4 separate regions of the Sus scrofa genome follow, and regions 1, 2 and 3 are each linked to region 4. Evidence: chromatin contacts called from public Hi-C data. All regions are on one chromosome and are shown on one strand. The core of a region is the stretch at or near the end of the contact, and the rest is flanking DNA. Distances in the headings are between cores, read along the strand shown. Region 1 has its middle 440 kb from the start of INHBA. Region 2 has its middle 260 kb from the start of INHBA. Region 3 has its middle 340 kb from the start of INHBA. Region 4 holds the start of INHBA (inhibin beta A subunit).

Region 1 (3,371 bases), core at 70-2,569, 440 kb after region 4:
TAATCTGGAAAGTTGTGCCTTATGAGTCACAGCAGAAACAATCCCGCATGTGAATCAATAATAGACTTATTAAAAGAAATGATTATAGAAGAGATTTTAGGTTTTCTTAGAAAAAACAGTTTTCTTCAACTTTAAGAAAATCTAAAATCTATTACAATTGAAACTCTGGAAAGAATACATTTTATGTTTATCAAGTCATAACTATTTCATGACGTGGTTACCTTGAGAGTCATTGAGACACTTTTATAATTCTTTACAGTTTAAATTTAATGGGCCATGAATCTTAGTTTAGAAATTTTACAATTTACTATTTTGCCTTTCTATGAATCAGCTGCTTATACATATTGTTACAATCTTTGCTTGTACTATTTTCAAGTTTTTTCCACTAAAACACCCTATGAAAAGGAGAATTCTTAAAACTAAACTTATATACAAAAGAAACCAATTTTATAAATGCCTTATTCCTTATTATAGGAATAATAAAGTGTAAATGTCTCAAGCATCCTTTTCAATTTAATTCTTTATATTGAGCACTTACAATTACTGAATAAGATACAGCTCCTTTACCGGTAGCATTTGCTCAGGAAAAATAACTTTGGAGCCCTCACGGAGTTCACACTTTATCAAGAGAAACAAATCTATTTTTAACTAAGTCAAATATACTCTAGAAAAGCTATAATAAAGTTCTTTGGAGGGAAGGAAAAGGAATAGTTTTGATTTGTAGAAATTGGAGAAGTCTTAAGAAGTGCTTACTTTATTTACTAATTAATTTTTTTTTTTTTTTGGTCTTTTTGTCTTTCTAGGGCCACACCCACGGCATATGGAGGTTCTCAGGCTAGGGGTCCAATCGGAGCTGTAGTCACTGGCCTATGCCAGAGCCACAGCAACACCAGATCTGAGCTGTGTCTGCCACCTACACCACAGCTCACGGCAACGCCAGATCCTTAACCCACTGAGCAAGGCCAGGAATCAAACCCAAAACCCCATGGTTCCGAGTCAGATTCATTTCCACTGTGCCATGACGGGAACTCCAGGTTTTTTGTGTTTGTTTGTTTAAGAACTGCTTACTTTAAAAATGGTTTCTGGAGAAAGAGAAGGCATTTTGGAAGCACGTGGAAGAAGAGCATTCGAGAGATAAGAAATTTCTAGAACTAAGGTAGGAAGGTATAAAAGGATGTGATTATGTCTGTAAGAATGACACGCTATCATGCCTAAAGCAGTAGTTTTCCAACTTCAGCATGCATGAAGATCACATGGCAGGCTTGTTAAACCCCAGATAGCTGGTGCAGTAGGTGGGGGTGGGACTTGAGAATCTGCATTTCTAACAAGGTCTCAGGTATTGCAGATGTGGCTGTTTTGGTTGCACAACCACTGTACTTGATAAAAATTGATACTGTTCAGCAAATTTTAGAAGGCCAACTTAAAAAAAAAAAAAAGATTGTAGCCAAATTATAAAGATACTGGATGTACATACTCAGGCTAAAATTTTAGTTTCTTTTAGCTAATTGGGAAAAGCAAGGGGTGAAACTGTTATTTCACAATAGTTTGGCGTTGGAAAAGCCTGTAGGCCGCTGGAATAAATGGCCTAATTGATAAAAGAGGATTAGATGGAAGAGCCATCAAGGATACCCAGTTGACAGGGCCGTGCAATTTCTCGATTGGGAAAATGGGAGGAAGACAGCAGTTTCTGTGAGTTTTAGCCCTGACTGCCTGGGGGCTGAGGCAGTCACTAAGTGAGGAGCCCCAGGAGCAGGGGCACTTCTGGACTAGGCAATTGAGAACTTGCCAGGACTGACTTAAACGTGCTAGAGCACACCCAAGGAAAGGGGCCAAGGCATTATGTGGAAATTTGAGTCTAGAATTCAGAAGAGTTGCAAGGAGCAGTCTGAGAGATATGCAAATTAGAAAAAGGAAAGTCAGGAGAGTGGGTGATCTTTCTCCCAGGGAAACAGCAGGATCAGGAAGAGGGAGGATTAAAAAAAGAAACCCGAGGACAGCCTAAAATCCACAGGCAAGAATCCCAGGTGGGCTGTGGAGCCTGGAACTTGCCAAATGTTGATCAAGTATGTGCTTAACATTTTGAAACACAAGGCACTTCCCTGGGCTTGCTATCTCCGTAAAACCTGGGGAACTGTCCCGAAGTCTGGCATCAGTATCCTTTTTGCCCATTAACTCACTGACTCTAAACAGATGACTGTGAGTTTTCGTGGACTTGCTATCATGTATTCTGCTCAAAAACGTTGTTTTTCACCGTAGCCAGAGAGATGAGGAGGTTTGTTCAGCTATGCCGAGATTTAACACACTAAAGGTTTTGAAACAGAGGATGGCATCTTGAAACACCTGTTTGACAAGATCGTTTTGGCTTTTGGAGATGAGTGGGGATCTGGGAACGTCTGCCTGGATATCGGGAGACATCTGGCTTAGAAGACACTGGTGGAAGTCGAGAGGTGACGAATGAACTGAAGGGGTACTGGAGATGCACAACTGCCCACCTCGCGTCTGCGTGCGTTTGAGGTGTGGAGAAAACGAGATACTGGGAATAACTTCTCAGGTTCTCATTTGAGGAATCGGATGGAGAACACTGCCACTGAGTGAAATGGGGGAAAGAAAAAGGTCTGGTCGATCGAGGCGGTTACAGCAACAGAACTGAGGATTACGGCAACGTGTTCAATCTGTCCTCTGAATCTCACCTGAAATAACTGTTTCAGGAATTCTCGTCATGGCTCAGCAGAAACAAATCTGACTAGTATCCATGAGGATGTAGGTTCGATCCCTGGCTTTGCTCAGTGGGTTAAGGATCTGGCGTTGCCGTGAGCTGTGGTGTGGATTGCAGATATGGCTTGGATACCACGTTGCTGTGGCTCTGGCGCAGGCCGGCAGCTGCAGCTCTGACTCGACCCCTAGCCTTGGAACCTCCATATGGTGCAGGTATGATCCTAAAAAGACAAAAAAAAAAAAAAAAAGAAGAAGAAGAAGAAAGAAAGAACTATTTTAGACACTATGAGGTTATCCATGAATTTACTGTTATAAAATAAAATGGAAAAAAAAACCCTCAGGCAAATTCAAGTTTGAACTTAAATATATACTTTGATTTTAAATATCTCAATGGAAAGTAAAACTTTAAAAAAATTATTTGACCTCTTTTACCTGCTTCACGTTTCAAGAATTGTACAGAACATGGAGATTTGACTAATCTGAGAGATTTTAGACCTAGGCTAAATATGTGTAGTATAAGAAACTTAAAAAAAATGCTAAGACTGAAGCTAAAATCAAACTCCGAGATTTGTTAAGTTTTTCTTGATGATTTGAAAATGTCCAAATGAATGAGCATCTGATCCCTTCAGGAAGCCTGATGATAACACAGAATTATT
Region 2 (3,092 bases), core at 425-2,924, 260 kb after region 4:
AATGACCTCTAATAGCATAGAAGTCAGTGAATCCATGAAATTCAAATGGCCTGTGAGCTTGGCAGACCCTGCCACAAACTCAAACGTGTTGACTCTGGTGCAATCACAGGCCTCTTTTCCAGGTTATGGCCCTTCATCAAAAACCCTGCCGGGAGGTATTTGGATCATACGTGCCCCAATCACATCTTTGTGTGTTCATGTGATGCAAGAGTCCAGAGGCCAAGGGAACCCAAATGCTAGTTCAATCCCGAACCATCAATCAGGCCTTTTTGAAAACTGGAAAACTGGTCCTTCCCTGCTTGTAAATCCTACCCCTAGTGCCCCCAAACAACTGCTACAAAGTTTTCTTTGGGATTTAACTGAGATTCCTGGGGATTTAAGATACTGGCTGCCAGATTGTTAAAATGCATTAATGTTTATAGTGATTATGATTACGAGAACGAATAATAAATACTTGCATATACCTGGAACGGAGCCCAAATCCTACTGTTTCAAAAGAAAGAATCAGTATAAAGCTGTAGCTCTCTGGAAATCTGTGCACAGGAAAATCTGAAACCAGTCGAGATCCCCAGGATTACAGATAAATGCCAGGAAGCAGGCTGATCGAATTCTCCCAAGATCCTTTCCAATGCTTTAGAAATTAGAGAAGAAACATGGCCACCATATTTGTATCTTTTGATCACTATCCATTGGGATAGGTTGATTGTGCAAATAAAATGCATTTTTAATTAAAATGATTTTTTAAATAACACATTTCTGATTGCATCAAGAACACACAAACAAAAAGACTTGCAGCCAGCAGTCTCTCCTAAGGGCGACACAAAGAGTTCCCCTGTGCTATTGAGATGGGAAGGCTGGAAGGTGGCCCATCTCATCACTGCTCAGTCAGTCTTTAGATGGTCCCCTCAAATGGTGAAAGCATTTTGCTGGTGAATGAGGCTTAGGTCAGAGATCTGATTCTTTGTGGGCCCATTAACTCTCCTGAACTACACAGGTCATGCCCAGGATGAGGTCATGGGTCCCAGGCACCAAGCTCTTCCTACTGCTCTGCCTGGTATGTTTGCCCTCATCTCGAGCCCGCAGCGCTGCTGGGATGTGCAAGGGACAGCCTGATCTCTGCTGATTCCAAAGCTTCTCTGTCCCTCTTGAGTCCCGAGCATAGCAACGGCAAAGGCTGCAGACTGCTTTGTTCCCAGGGGAAAATAAATGTTTTCACACCTTTTGATAGTAATCTTCATACTCAAGTACCATTCAAGGTACAATTTTTCATGGTCATAGGAAAGGATTCCACTGTAAAGTATATCTCGCCAGAGAAAATGATGAGGGAGTAAAGATTACATGAAAAGAAGAAAATAGAACTTTGCAGAGTCAAGAGGGTAAAAACCAAACTTCTAAAGAAACATTGGTTGTGTCTACAAAACAAAACAAGACAAGACAAAACAAGACTGAGAAACTGATGACCTTTTAAAGCTACTCTAATCTCTGGGGTATTGTGTGTCCCTTTTACAGGACAAAGTAACCTGGACCCCAAGCATAACACCAGGGCCTATATAGAGCAAGTGTTTACAAACTGTGCTGGATTGTTTAATCCAAAACGCTTCCCTCCTGCCTCAGGATTGTGTGTCTACACGAAGTTTAAAAGGCTTTGAAAGATAAGGAGGGCCAGTGAGCCCTGGAGAGCCAATGGGGCGGCCTTTTATTCATTAACCTGATATGGACTGATCTACTGATAGCCAATCCAGGGCTGGCAAAGTGATGAAAGAAACTCCAGCGGAGAGAAAGTGTTAGTGCAATCCCCAGAAAAGACGATGGGCTTAAGCCAAAGGGTGAAACACAAAGAACAGTGAAAGAAAAAGCCTGGTTTAAATGTTATAATGTATCTACCACTTCTAAACAGTTTTTTAGAGTGACCAAATGGTCACCAGACTTGGGAGTCAGAGGATCCCAATGAGGGGCTGGACACCTGGGACGAGTCTCCCTCCCTCTCTGATGGTCACTTATCTGTTTAAAAGCCATTCATGGCTCACTAAGTGGCAGGGGCAGCCACCTGCTTTTGGCTAAGATTTCCTCCTTTTCTTGTATTCGCCTCCGAAGCCGACTGAATATTTTTGCCTATTTTCAACAACTTTATGATGGTACAATTGATATAGAACGAGTTATTCAAATTTAAAGTACTAAATCTGGGACATTTTGACACTTGTATACACCTATGAAAACTTCGCTACTATTAAGAAAATGATCACACCAATCATCCCCCAAATTTCTCGTGACCTTTAGTAACCTCTTCTTCTGGTCCTGCTCATCACCTCTTCCCGGAGGCTACTGATCCGGGTTCCATCACTATAGATTACAGTGATGGCATTTTCCAGAACTGTATGGAACTGGAATCATGCGGCATAACCTATTATTTTGGTGTGGCATCTTTCACTGGGCATAATTATTCTGAGATTCATTCATGCTTCCGTGTGTCTCAATAGCTCATTCTCTTGTAGTGCGCAGTGGTATTCCATTGAATGAACACACTTCCTTTGTTTATCCATTTATTTGTCAATGAACATGTGGGTTTCCAAGTTCGTTCTACTTCAAATAAAGCTTCTACAAGCATTCGGGTGCAAGTGCTTCATTTCTCTTGGGTAAATACCTAAGAGTGCAAGGGCTTGATTACATGGTGGGTATATGTTTAACTTTTTAAGAAATTGCTAAACTGTTTTTCACTGTCGTTGGGCCATTTTACATTCCCACCTGCAGGATATGCAGATTCTTGTCGCTCCGTATCCTCACTCTGCGGTATAATCAATTTAAAAACCTCAGCAATTCTAATCAGTATATAGTAATATGTCATTTTGATTTTATTTGCATTTCCCCTAGTGATTAATGATGTTGAGCTTTTTTTTTTTTTTTTTTTGGCTTTTTTTTTAAGGCCGCACCCCTGGCATATGTAAGTTCCCAGGCTAGGGGTTGAACTGGAGCTATGGCTGCGTCTGCGACCTACACCACAGCTCACAGCAACACCAGATCCTTAACCCACTGAGCAAGGCCAGGGATTGAACCTACAACCTCATGGATCCTAGTCGGGTTTGTTAACCGCTGAG
Region 3 (3,392 bases), core at 740-3,239, 340 kb after region 4:
AGCCAGGTGAGGAGCTATCACTGCCATGGTTAGGTTACGTTCTGTAAGGATCTGTCTGAACAGACTGGAGCTAGACTTTCCTGTGGGTTTGATGAAGGGAGAGGCTGGGCTGGAGAAACCCAGGGAGCAACAGAGTGTAAGGGGCTGCTAGGAATTCTACTGGTTGCTAGGAGCTGAAGGCAGCCTTTGGCCAATAACCCACGAGAAAGCCAGGGCCCTCAATCCTCTGGCCACAGGGAAATCACAGGCTGAGTGTGAATTCTCCCGGGCTGAGCTTCCAGAAGAGAAGGCGACATCGTGCACTTCTTGGGTGCAGAGTCTTGTGAGGCCCGAGCAATGGATCCAGCTGGGCCTTGGCCACACGACGGACCCGTGTATGTTTTGAGATAATAAGCACACATTGTTTCAAACTATCAAGTCTATGGTAATCTGTCACTGCCATGTAACAAATGCATATGCCAAAATGGAAAATTTGGCCATTTCATCATGCATAGAAGGCCATCTGAACCCTTATTTAAATGATCAGATATTAAATTCTCCTTCTTCTTGAATCAAATGAAACATTTGAGATTTCGGAATGTTTACTGATGATCATACAAGAAGACGGCCCTTTAAACTTAGTTTGGAAATTATTTATCAGGTTTTTGTTTACTGGTTTATTGACATTTGATCAAGTATTCCTTTTGAAATACTTCTGCAATGAAATTTATATTAAAATCCTTTGTTATGAAAAGAACTTGAGAACGTTTTCTGCTGAGAAGGGAAGCCAACAGTCATGTGTCACTGGCCCAGTCCTGTCCATCATCCCAAGCCCGGCTTGATGTCATTTCCTTTCGAATCCGCACTTTCCACCTTCTCCCAGACTGACCTGACTCCTTTGGGTTCACAGAGTGGCTTCGTTATAAAACATCTTACCCTGTGTTATAATTACCTCTTCCTATAAGCTATCTCTGTCTCTAGTCCAGGAGTTACCAAACTACGGCTCAGGGGCTAAACCCTCTCTGCTGCCTGTTTCTGGAAATAAAGTTTTATTGGAACAAGCCATGCCCGTTCGCTTGTACAACACGTTATAGCTGGTTTCACAGTATACCACAGAGTTGAGTGGTGGCAACAAAAAGCTCATGGCTCTCAAGTCTAAACTATTTCCTATATATGGGCCTTTACAGAGAAAGGCGGCTGCTTAGACCATGATTCTCAAGAGGTGATGGACCGACAGACTGGATCCTGTCCATCTCCGTAGCCTCAGAACCTAGCCCACTGCAGACCCCAATTTTGTAACCGAATTGTATACAAAGATGCATAAAACACTGAAATTGAAGCCAAAATTAGCATTTATCTTCCCTCTAAATTGGAGAGGCCATAACTTTTTGTCAAGACTGTCCTGAAGAAACAATCTGTCCTCATCCTTCGTATTACCCTGGAAGCTGAAAACAGAATGAACAGAGCTGGCTATTACGGGACATTCCTCCCCTTCATTAGAAGGCTGCATTTAGACCAAATTGCCATTTATTAAACAATTTTCACATTAGTTACCAAGCCCATGTGCCTTTCAGGGGGCAGTTATTCTGTTTTCAGATTCACTTAGGACCCATTTCCAAAATACTGCTAGTGTGTGTGCTGTCCAAGAAACCTTTTAATTTTCATTTGTAAACCTTTTTTGATGTTGCTCCCTTGTCAAAAACAGGAAGCCATTATTTTCCAGCAGTAAACAAGTTCAAAATCAAGTTAGCCACTCAACTCCCCAAATCAAGACTGTGTTTTTGTATATACAAAAAAAAAAAAATCAACTTTCTAATCTTCATCGACTGTATAAAATCTTCGAGGGAAAGCCAAGAGCCTTAAAATTTTGTGGGAATCAAAGAATGTGAAGATCCACCCCCTCCCACCCTCAGATTTGGTTCTTCTCCAAAACCAGGGAAACCTTTCAAATCTCTTGTGATTCACTCCTTCACAATGTTACCCCGTGAGATTAGTCTGAATGCTTTTTCCTTTATTCATCTGCCCGCAATCTCTCTAACTCCCATATGGGATGTATATACAGTAACAGCAACCCCGAAGGACAAAGCAGAACAAGATGTATATGCCATGGATATCAGGTCTCAAAAGAGACCATGACATTGGTGCAAATCACCACTGCGCCCCGACTCAGCAGCGACTGCGTATTTTAGAAGATGCCGAGGAAATTACTACAAAGCGTTACCTAAAGGTTTTGTAAATAAATGTATTAAACTCATAGGAGAAGCTTGAAACGAGTAGAAACATGTTTCCTGGCTTCATCACGATGTTTAGAAAACTCTTCCAGTTCACCTGATTAGTGCCTCCAGGCCACAAAGACGCGAATCTCCCACTGGGTCAGCAAATAAGGACTCTGACCCTTTCCCGGCCCTTGACTCTGGGCCTTGGGGTCTGCCTCCCTTCCCTACGGCCACTATCACCATCTCAGTGCCTTTTCATCCTCTGCTGGAAAGAGTTTCCTCTGCAGTGCAGCAAACTTAGAAAAAACAGAATCATATATAAGGAGCTTTCTCTGTATTTCTCTACATACCTACATAGGTCCTTTTATTATAAAATAAGTTTTCACACTTATTTTGGGGGGGATGTTAAAATATGTTTTCTTTAATAAAATATTAATGCCATAGATAATAATTTTCGTATTCTTTTGCTTGTTGGGGCCTCACCTGTGGCATGTGGAAGTTCCCAGGCCAGGGCTCAAATCGGAGCTGTAGCCACGGGCCTACACCACAGCCACAGCAACGCCAGATCTGAGCTGCATCTGTGACCTACCCCACAGCGCAGGGCAATGCCAAATCCCCAACCCACCAAGCGAGGCCAGGGATCAAACCCACATCCTCACGGATACTAGTTGGGTTTATAATCCGCTGAGCCACAACAGGAATTCCCAGATGATCATTTTGTTCATGTCCTTCCTTGACCAAAGATAAAGCTGTCGTCCTCAAATCAGTTCCTCCAATTTTTAAAAATGGTCCACGAAACCACAAAGGGTCTGAGAACTCGGAACACTGAAGAGTCACTGAAGCGGAGGAGAGGAAGGGGTGTTGCGGAGTCCTTCCGGCCCGCAGAGGTCAACGACTGATTCAAGTTCATTCAGCTGGTCGGCAGGGGTGAACGACGGCACACATGACTGGCTCCTGAGCCAGCGAGCCTCTTGATGCTCCAGGCTGCTCTGTGCTGAGGTGCTCTGGTGGCTGTCTTTAAGAATGCGGTCAAACTGCTTCTGTTATTAAACCTTTTCCTTTTCTTTTCTTTTTATGGCTAATCTGTGGCATATGGAAGTTCCCTGGCCAGGGGTTGAATTGGAGCTGCAGCTGAGGCCTCACCACAGCAACACTGGATCCGAGCTGCATCTGCAACCCACACTGCAGCTTGTGGCA
Region 4 (3,051 bases), core at 70-2,569:
GGACCAGTTATTCAAGTCACGGGAGCGCACTCTTTATATAAAATAATGTGGGAAAGGCCAACTGACTTGTGCGTTTTATCTGTGCAGTCAGTCAGGGCCAGCGGTGGTAAGCTGTCATCTGTGCGTGTGTGTGCAGGGCAGAAGGGGCACGGCTAAGAGAGGGTGCAGAGCTGCACATGACAGGAGCGTGGACCACGCTGCCTGCCAGCCCGCCTGCCTGTGGATCTTCCAATGCCCGGCTGCATTTTTGCATTTGGGGAAAAGTAGAGTCTGTGACATGACCCCAAACAAAAGTTCTCTGATCTCTGATCGCCCGCCAGCGTGGACGGCCCTGAACACTGAACTATGAATGAAGGGCGGGGGAGGGGGGCGGGGGGGGGCGCTCTGCAGGATTCCCTCAGCCCAGGAGGATGGGCTGGCCCCTCTTCCCAAGCCCTCCATCACCTGTCCGCCCCCTCCGGGGACCCTGAACCCCACCTTCCCGCCGGGGGTGTCCGAACCCCTGAGTCGGTGGCTCGGCAGGTGGAGGGGCGCTGGGCCAGGCTGGTTCCGGCGGGTCCTCTCGGTGGATTGATTGAGATAGGGCGTCTGTGTCTGGGCTTTGCTTCCCCCCCCCCCCGCCAAAAAAAAAAAAAAAAAAAAGAGGAAGAAGGTGAAGCAAGGGGACTGGGCAGAGAAAGCAAGGGAGGGAAAGGAGAAGTGGCCCAAAATCAGGAGCGTTTCCTCGCGGAGGGGAAGCAGACCTCGGGCGGCGGGTGGTGTGTGCAGAGAGGTGTGTGCGAGGGAGCCGCGAGCAGCAGGCGAGCAGCCCGTCAGAGCGGGCGGTCCCTCCCCTTCCTAATCTCAGCCTTTACTCGCAGCGCGGCTCCCTCCCTCTCCCATTCACTCACTCACTCGGGGCCAATCGCTCCCTCTCTCCCCCTCTCCCCCCCCCTCCCTCCCCGTCTCTCTTCCCTCCCATCCTCTCTCTGTCTCTGTCTCCCCCCCCCCGTCTCTCCCCCCTCCCTCCCTCCCTCCCTCCCTCTCTCTTACTCTCCTCCCTGACAGCCACAAACCTACAGCCCCGACTGCATCCAGAGAGGGAACCTGCAAACAAACTTCACAGCAAACTTTTTGTTCTTGTTCCAGAGAATTGACTGAAGAGGAGACAGGAAACAAACAAACAAAAACAAACAAACAAACCAACCAAAACACACACACACACACCAAAACCCCAAAAAGGAAAGAGAGAGAGAAAAAAAAAAAAGCAAAAAAAAAAAAAAAAAAAAAAAAAAAAAAAAAAAACCCGTGCGTGAGGGGGAGGAAGAGCGGAGCCTTTTAAAAGGGCCGTCACCACAACTTTGGCTGCCAGGATGCCCTTGCTTTGGCTGAGAGGATTTTTGTTGGCGAGTTGCTGGATTATAGTGAGGAGTTCCCCCACCCCAGGATCCGGGGGGCACAGCGCAGCCCCGGACTGCCCGTCCTGTGCGCTGGCCACCCTCCCAAAGGATGTACCCAACTCTCAGCCGGAGATGGTGGAAGCCGTCAAGAAGCACATTTTAAACATGCTGCACTTGAAGAAGAGACCCGATGTCACCCAGCCGGTACCCAAGGCGGCGCTTCTGAACGCGATCAGAAAGCTTCATGTGGGCAAAGTGGGGGAGAACGGGTACGTGGAGCTGGAGGACGACATCGGGAGGAGGGCGGAAATGAATGAACTCATGGAGCAGACCTCGGAGATCATCACCTTCGCGGAAGCAGGTGGGTGCTGGCCTGGGGGGCGGGGTGGGGGGCACGGGTCTCCGACCGCGCGGGGGGAACCTGCCGCCCTCCAGCTGCACCCGCCCGGGAAGGTCGTGCGTTCGCCGGGCGCGGGAGCGGGCCGGCCGGGGGGCGACCAGGGGCGGACCGGGAGGGAACCTCCCGGAGCCGGGAGCCCAGGCAGAGCCCCGGCCGGCGGCGGCAGGGAGGGGGTCGGCGTACACTTGCTCCGCTCGGCCGGTCGCGCCGAGGAAGCGCTCGGCCGATCCCGGAGCAGGAAGCCGGCGGGAGAGAGGCTCCCTTGCCCTGCCCGGGAGAGCAGAGCAGGGCGGCGAGAGGAAAGCCGGGCAGTTTCGGGGGGCTGGGGGGGGCGGGAGGCTTCCGGACCCCATCCGAAGTTTCTACCCGGGGGCGGGGGAGGGGGCGGCGAGCGCGGGATTGGGGTGGAAGGGCACGGAGGAAGTCCTTGTCGCCCAAGCAGCCCTTTTTCTTTAAAAGTCCAATCAGGGGCCACCTTCCAGAAGCGGGGCATCTGCATTAGTGACAGTCGTGTTTACCTTTGGCAACTCGGCTTCGAAGGAGCACAGGCATCACGTTTTAGGCAGGGACGAGCGAGAGCGACGTGGGGGTGGGGGTGGGGGTGGGGGTGGGGGCACATGACATTGAACCGGCAGGCAGTTGCTTTTTGGAACACTGACTTTTGCTCTCGGAACCAAAAAAAAAAAAAAAAAAAAAAAGGAAAAGAAAGAGTTTTGTTCTCTGTAAAGTTACTAAGAGCTCTCTGCCAAGGAATGCAACCTTGACAAAGTGCTCCAGATACTACACGGAGCTCTCACTCAATCCTTAAGAGGAAGAACTTTAATAAATAGATTCTAATCGTTGGCTCAGGACCACACGAACCTGTTGCTGAAGAAAAAAATACCTGTCAAGCGGGAGGGCTGGAGACCCGGGGCCAGGTCATTTTTACAGTTATGTGACCCGGATCCTTTTGCCTGCCTACAAGCTGGGCAAGTCCAGGCACACAGATGTGTTAATTCCATGTTACTTTCATGGTAATGCCAGGCTACAGAATGGTATCCCTTGCCAAATCCATTTGAAAGGAATGCCATTGTTTTGTTTGGTAGAGCATATGGCCAGTAAAGTGTGTGCCGGGACTCCCAGCATTGCTGTTTAAAAGTTTGCCGCAGCAGTATAAACAATTAAGGCAACACTCAGAATTTCCAATCCTGAAAACCTGTTGACTCAGATGTTATGTGCTCAAGAAAACCGTGCGAGACCTGGGCATCCTCTTGAAGGGAGCAGATAGCCTGC

Evidence for each region. A called contact is a pair of places that touch in the nucleus more often than the background predicts.
Region 1: a contact with region 4 is called in a Hi-C map of liver, with 4 times the contacts expected there. The contact joins the enhancer-like site here to the promoter of INHBA in region 4. A contact is called at or near these places in 2 of 5 promoter capture datasets (fetal liver and liver) and 7 of 47 Hi-C or Micro-C datasets (embryonic fibroblasts, liver and skeletal muscle).
Region 2: a Hi-C map of liver shows a contact between it and region 4, with 8 times the contacts expected there. The contact joins the enhancer-like site here to the promoter of INHBA in region 4. A contact is called at or near these places in 2 of 5 promoter capture datasets (both in liver) and 8 of 47 Hi-C or Micro-C datasets (embryonic fibroblasts, fetal liver, fibroblasts and 2 more).
Region 3: a Hi-C map of embryonic fibroblasts shows a contact between it and region 4, with 4 times the contacts expected there. The contact joins the enhancer-like site here to the promoter of INHBA in region 4. A contact is called at or near these places in 2 of 5 promoter capture datasets (fetal liver and liver) and 6 of 47 Hi-C or Micro-C datasets (embryonic fibroblasts, fibroblasts, liver and 1 more).

Annotation. Positions count from the first base shown.
Region 1 is chr18:53,323,717-53,327,087 of Sscrofa11.1, forward strand. No RefSeq gene overlaps it. Among named protein-coding and RNA genes, the nearest start is that of INHBA, 440 kb to the left of the region's middle. Within about 2 kb of position 1,320, at least 1 of the 83 cell types and tissues checked has an H3K27ac peak or open chromatin away from gene starts, as enhancers often do. A contact at or near this core is called in liver, where this site is marked.
Region 2 is chr18:53,151,662-53,154,753 of Sscrofa11.1, forward strand. No RefSeq gene overlaps it. Among named protein-coding and RNA genes, the nearest start is that of INHBA, 260 kb to the left of the region's middle. Within about 2 kb of position 1,675, at least 5 of the 83 cell types and tissues checked have an H3K27ac peak or open chromatin away from gene starts, as enhancers often do. A contact at or near this core is called in fetal liver and liver, where this site is marked.
Region 3 is chr18:53,230,437-53,233,828 of Sscrofa11.1, forward strand. No RefSeq gene overlaps it. Among named protein-coding and RNA genes, the nearest start is that of INHBA, 340 kb to the left of the region's middle. Within about 2 kb of position 1,990, at least 2 of the 83 cell types and tissues checked have an H3K27ac peak or open chromatin away from gene starts, as enhancers often do. A contact at or near this core is called in embryonic fibroblasts, where this site is marked.
Region 4 is chr18:52,888,365-52,891,415 of Sscrofa11.1, forward strand. INHBA (inhibin beta A subunit) reads left to right here and starts at 1,320. Exons shown (of 6, transcript NM_214028.1-2): 1 at 1,320-1,740. The coding sequence starts at 1,353.